Regions from separate parts of the Sus scrofa genome. Here region 1 is linked to region 2. Evidence: chromatin contacts called from public HiChIP or PLAC-seq data. All regions are on one chromosome and are shown on one strand. The core of a region is the stretch at or near the end of the contact, and the rest is flanking DNA. Distances in the headings are between cores, read along the strand shown.

Evidence for each region. HiChIP or PLAC-seq counts read pairs in DNA pulled down with a chosen protein or histone mark.
Region 1: a contact with region 2 is called in an H3K27ac HiChIP or PLAC-seq map of alveolar macrophages. The contact joins two enhancer-like sites. A contact is called at or near these places in 4 of 47 Hi-C or Micro-C datasets (embryonic fibroblasts, heart right ventricle, liver and 1 more) and 1 of 2 datasets of contacts at active chromatin or transcription factors (alveolar macrophages).

What each region holds. Positions count from the first base shown.
Region 1 is chr13:2,331,623-2,334,703 of Sscrofa11.1, reverse strand. All of the region lies in intron 18 of LOC100517188 (collagen alpha-4(VI) chain-like), which reads left to right. Among named protein-coding and RNA genes, the nearest start is that of CAPN7, 120 kb to the left of the region's middle. Within about 2 kb of position 1,388, at least 3 of the 83 cell types and tissues checked have an H3K27ac peak or open chromatin away from gene starts, as enhancers often do. A contact at or near this core is called in alveolar macrophages, where this site is marked.
Region 2 is chr13:1,763,048-1,766,114 of Sscrofa11.1, reverse strand. The region is part of intron 7 of PIK3R4 (phosphoinositide 3-kinase regulatory subunit 4); the gene reads right to left. Among named protein-coding and RNA genes, the nearest start is that of PIK3R4, 34 kb to the right of the region's middle. Within about 2 kb of position 1,419, at least 7 of the 83 cell types and tissues checked have an H3K27ac peak or open chromatin away from gene starts, as enhancers often do. A contact at or near this core is called in alveolar macrophages, where this site is marked.

The sequences.
Region 1 (3,081 bases), core at 139-2,638, 570 kb before region 2:
AGTGTCCTTCCCAGCCAAATTGTGCTTCTCACTCTCCCCTGAAGAGTCCTTTTGCTGTGTCTTGGTCTGTGTTGGGTACCCCATCCTGGAAACCTTTTCCCTACCTTTATCTTTTATGTTAAATTTATTTTATTGAAGTATAATTGATGTACAGTGTTGTGTTAATTTATGCTGTACAGCAAAGTACATATATTCATTCTTTTTCATATTCTTTTCCATTATTGTTTATCACAGAATATTGAATGTAGTTCTCTGCATTGTGTGTATTTCTGTAGAACCTTGTTTATCCATTCTATATATAATAGTTGGCATCTGCTAATCTTAAACTCCAAATCCATCTTCCTTTATCCCCTCCCTGCTTCGATCTTCAGTCTTTATTTGTGTATCACTTTTTCTTCAATTTCCATCTCCTCTCTTTCCTCCTCATGATGTAGTGATCTCCTCTTTCTCTGCATCCTTCCAGTGTACACTGTTCACACTATTGGCTTGACATTATCTTTTTGTGTAAAGGGAGGCAGAAACCTGGCATATGTAGTGTACCTCTCCCTTGCTGTGCCCATGGCAGACATTATTAATCAATTATGGAATCCACCCTGAAGGATCTGTCTCAACCCAGGATTGTAATCAGCTTCTGTTGATTCACTGGGTTACATTTCACTGGGGGTAAAATTTTATTTATGTTTTTGTACCTCTCATGGAATTAGAGTAATGCTTTTATCCCTAGATGTGCATTGATTTCCTGATAAGTGAATCAGAGTGTCATAAGACATGCCTCTTGATCAAGGTTCAGTTTTCAGCCTGCAGTTTTTGGATCAGATTTTGGAGAAGGTAGAGGAGACTACACTCATTCAAGACTGGAGAGCCTTCAGTTTCCACTGAATTTTGCTAAACTCAATAAACACTTGTTAAGTGCTTCCTACCTGTAGGACGTTTTCGTAGACACAAAGAAGGGTTCAAAGATACATAAGTCATAGTTATGACCAATAAAGAGCTGGTTAACTGGGGCAGGAGATAATATTTGTACAGGAAGGACCCTAATGTAAGATAGGATAAAATAAAATCTGTAAGAATGGTGCAAATAAAGAGTCAGTGGGAGCTTGGAGAGGAATCTGAAACAGAATGGCCTTTCTCCATCCAATCAGTCATCAGAATTTATTGAGCATCTGTTGTAATCCAGGTGTGAGTGTAAAATGAGGAACAAGACAGGTACAAGTTCTGTATCTGAGAACTGGCCTCTATGGGGAGAGACAGACATGAGTGAACTAATCATGGAAGTAGATGTAAGACTACTGCTGACATAAGTACATGAAGGGGGAGGTAAATAACAGAGGGGTCTGATCGAGCCTGTGCCATCAGGAAGGCTTCATTGAGGAAGTGAAGATGAGATGAGTAATAGCCAGATCATGAGGGAAGAGGAAGCGGGGAGAAACCAGCCTTCCCTCCTGGGCACTTGAGAGTATATTTAGGGTGGAGAGGACCTGGGCATTTCTGGGAATGCAAGAAATCAAGGCATTCTCTACACAAGACCTCTGTGAGAGACACACACAGGGTATCCCAGGTTAACAAAAAAGGAAAAGCTTAGAATTAGAAGAACTCAGGGCAGGTCTGGACAAACAAGGATTCCATTTCAGTAGGAATGGAGGGTGAGGAAAAAAAAATATAAAGAGTGGGAGGGAAGTCTGGAAGGGTGCGTTGAGTTGACTTAATGCTACATTTAAGGGTTTTGTTTTTCTCTACTGAGCAATCAGGTATATTGAAAGTTTCTGGGCAAGGAAGACGCATGTCCAAAGCTACAGGTTTGGAAGATTAGTGTCTGGGTCAGAAAAAAGAGGGACTCTATGCTGGACAAAACATAATAGGAACCATATGCCAGGCTTTGTAGTCATCATTTTTTAAATTTTATTTTTATTTTTTAATTGTAATCAATTGTTATTTTCCAAGACATTTTTTTTTCTACTGTACAGCATGGTGACCCAGTTATACATACATGTATACATTCTTTTTTCTTACATCATGCCCCATCATAAGTGACTAGACATAGTTCCCAGTGCTACACAGCAGGATCTCATTGCTAATCCATTCCAAAGGCAATAATTTGCATCTGTTAACTCCAGGCTCCCAGTCCATCCCACTCCCCACCCCCTTGACAACCACAAGTCTATTTTCCAAGTCCATGATTTTAATTTATTATTCCACTGAATCTTGATAACAGCCCTATAAGACATATCTGTTTCGCAAATGAGAAAGTTGTCTTGATTTCAAAGAAATTAGCCTTATTAGTACATTAAGCAGCAGGATTGGAATGTGGAATTAAAAAACCCCCTCTTACTATTATATCAGGCCAGGGAAGAGGTAAGGAGAGGTCTCCAGTAACAATATGAGGTGGCTTCTTGTGGAGGCCAGAGAACACCCTATTCCCCATGTGTCTAAAAGCCAGATCTCAGGGGGGTCCCCTCTCAGTATTCTCAGAATGTGGTTCGTACCCTCCAGAACCAGGTACATAACATCATCTGAGGAAGGTTCCTGTGACTCTCTGGCTCTGTGGGAACTATGACACAGAGATGGTACTATTAACAGCAGGTTTTAAGGGAAGCAACATTTGCTCATCATGTCGTAGTCTTATGGAAAGTTGCTCCACTTCTCTGTTTCCCTGTCTATAGCAGTCAGGAGCTCTGGATGCATTTTTCTCTTTTTTCTCCTCTTTTTCATGACATCTTGATCTGCTAATGCTGTGTATATATCTGTGATGGGCAAAACCTTCTTTTTCTTACGTATGTTTTTGTGTTGGAACACCAGGAAGTTGTGGAAAGATCCAGGGAATTGGTGATTGGGAGATGGGGATCTGATTTTCTCATGCCCAAATGGGTTGATTCTTGAGTTTGTGAGGGTTAAATGAGGTAATGCACACCTAGGCCAAACATACCACATATTTCCAATAAAGGTAGGTTATTTTCTATGTCTCAACCTCACCTTCTTGGCAGCTAATGCTTTAAAGATGAAGTACTAAATTGCTCTTTTAATTGGAGTCTCACGTCCCCTCTCCCTTTAGGCAATACATGATTTTAGAAAGTGATTTTTTTT
Region 2 (3,067 bases), core at 170-2,669:
CATTATAAAGCAACAGAAATAGAGCAGACCATATGGAAGACAGAATTGAAGATAGAAAACTAAGAAATCTAAAAGTAGAAAAAAGAAATAAGACACTTCAAAAAAAATGAGGCAATTCTATTAGACTCCTTTAGGAAGGGTAACATGAGGTAATGGGTATCCCAGGAGAACAGAAGGAGAAAGGAACCGAGAGTTTATTTAAAGAAATAATAGCAGAAAACTTCCCAAGCCTGAAGAAGGAACTGTATATACAAGTCCATGAAACTAAGAGAATATTTAATAACCTCAAATGCAAAGAAAAACAAAAAACTTCTCTAATACAGACTATATTAAATTTGTCAAAAATCAATGACAAAGAATTTTAATGTCAATCAAGGATAAAAAGACAGAAAACTACAAAGGAAACCCTAGCCCTCCCTCAGGCTACTAGCAGTTTCTCAAGAGAAACCCTACAGGCCAAGAGGGAATGGAATGACATTCTCAACATACTGAAAGATAAAAACTGTCACCCAGTGACGTTCCCTTGTGGTTCAGCAATTAAGGATCCAGTGTTGTCGTCGTTGTGGCTCAGGTCATTGCCATGGCATGGGTTCCATTCCCGGCCTGGGAACTTCCACATACTGTAAGCACAGACAAAAACAAAACAAAAACAAAACTGTCACCCAAGAATACCCTGGCCAGCAAAGTTACCATCCAAATGTGAAGAAGAAATGAAGACCTCACCAAACAAAAGCTGAGAGAATTCAGCAATACCAGCCCTGCCTTCTATAAGAAACAAAAAGGCCAAAGTACACAAAACTTTGAATAAGGTGATAAGTAGAGTAACAAAACTGCAACTTTTTATCAGAATAGGCTTTAAAGCACTTTATTACAGCATAAAGGTTAAAGGGGGGAAGGAAGGTGGGAAAACAGAAAAAATAATTATAGCTACTTCAATTTGGTAACAAACACATTATAAAAAGGGATCATGTGAGATAAGAAAAAACACAAAGAGGGAAGGGGAAAAGGATGGAATCCATAGAAGTAAATGAAAACGCCACCAACAGAAAAAGGACTATTTTACCTACGAGATGTGTTATACAAACCTCATGGGAACCACAAAACATAAATCTAGAGCAGAAACAGGAACCAGAAAAAAAATGAGGAAACTGAGAAAAGTATCATAGAAAACCACCAAGCCACACAGCGAACAGAAACACAAGGGGAAAGAAACAATGGAGATGTAAAGCAACCAGAAAACAAAAGATTAAACGGCAACATGAAGCCCTTATTTATCAACAATCACCCTAAACTTAAACTGATCAACTTCACCAATCAAAAACAGAGTGGATGGATGCATTAAAAAGCACAGCACAACTCTATGCTGCGTCCACAAGATGCACCTCCTCTCTAAAGGCAAACACAGTCTCAGAGTGAAGGGATGGAAGATACTGCAAATCATGGCCTCAGGAGAGTGGATGTGGTCATACTTTTGTCAGATAGAACAGACTTCAAGCCAAAAAAAGGTTTAAAAAAAAAGAGAGTGACAACAATGGACAGTATACAATGATAAAATGAGACAAGTCTTCAAGGAGACTAACAGTGAGTACTACACCTAACACAGGAGCACCAAAATATACAAAACAATTGCTAACAGGCCTAAAGGGAGAGAGTAACAGCAATACAGTAACGGTAGGGACTTTAACACCCTACTTATATTAATGGATAGATCTTACAGACAGAAATAAGCCCATACATGCGGACAACAAAACAGCATAGAACACACAATGGAGAAAGAACACTCTCTTCTATCAATGGTGTTGGGAAAACTGGACAACTACATGCAAAAAAAATGAAACTGGACCACTGTCTCACACCATACACAAAAATCAATTCAAAATGGATTAAAGACTTGAATGTAAGACCTAAAAGCATACAACTACCAGCAGAAAACTAAGCAGTATGCTCTCTGACTGAAGTCTTAGCAAAATCTTTCTAGATCTCCTCAGTCAAGAGAAACAAAAGCATAAATAAACAAATGGGACTACATCAAACTGAAAAGCTTCTTCACAGCAAAGAAACCATCAAGAAAACAGACAACTTACTGAATGGGGAAGATATCTGCAAATCACACATCCAATAAAGAGTTAATGTCCAATATATATATATAAAGAACTCATAGAATTCAACAACAAAAAACAATCTGAATTAAAAATGGGCAGGGAAGTTGAACAGACATTTTTCCAAAGACGACATAAACAGGAGATGTACACCATCTCAAAACTATGAGCTATCACTTCATAGCCATTAGACTAGCTATAAGAGAAAGACAAGGAGTTCCCGTCATGGCGCAGTGGTTAACAAATCCGACTAGGAACCATGAGGTTGCGGGTTCAATCCCTGGCCTCGCTCAGTGGGTTAAGGATCTGGCGTTGCCATGAGCTGTGGTGTAGGTTGCAGACGCGGCTCGGATCCCGCGTCGCTGTGGCTCTGGCGCAGGCCGGTGGCTACAGCTCCAATTCGACCTCTGGCCTGGGAACCTCCATATGCCGTGGGAAGCAGCCCTTGAAAAGGCAAAAATGCCAAAAAAAAAAAAAAGAGAGAAAGACAAAAACTAGCAAGTGCTGGCAAGGATATGGAGAAAAGGGAACCTCATACACTGCTAGTAGGAATGTAAACTGGTGCTGCCGGTATGGAAGAAGGTGTGAAGATTCCTCAAAACATTTAGAACTACCATAAGATCCAGCTATTTCATTTCTGGGTATGTAGCCAAAGAGTAAGAAACACTAATTCAAAAAAGATATAGGCACCCCTATGTCCATCACAGCATTATTTCAATAGTCAAGACAAAGGCCCATCAATGGATGAATGGATAAAGATGATGCAGGGTATAAATGTGCAACGGAATATTACTCAGCCATTAAAAAAAAAAAACAATGAAATCTTGCCATCTGCAACAATATGGATGGGCCTTAAGAGTATCATGCTAAGTTAAAATATGTCAGACAGAAAGAAAATACCACAATGATTTCATTCATATGTGGAATACAAAAAATAAATAAATAAATGAACAAGCCAAACCAAACCA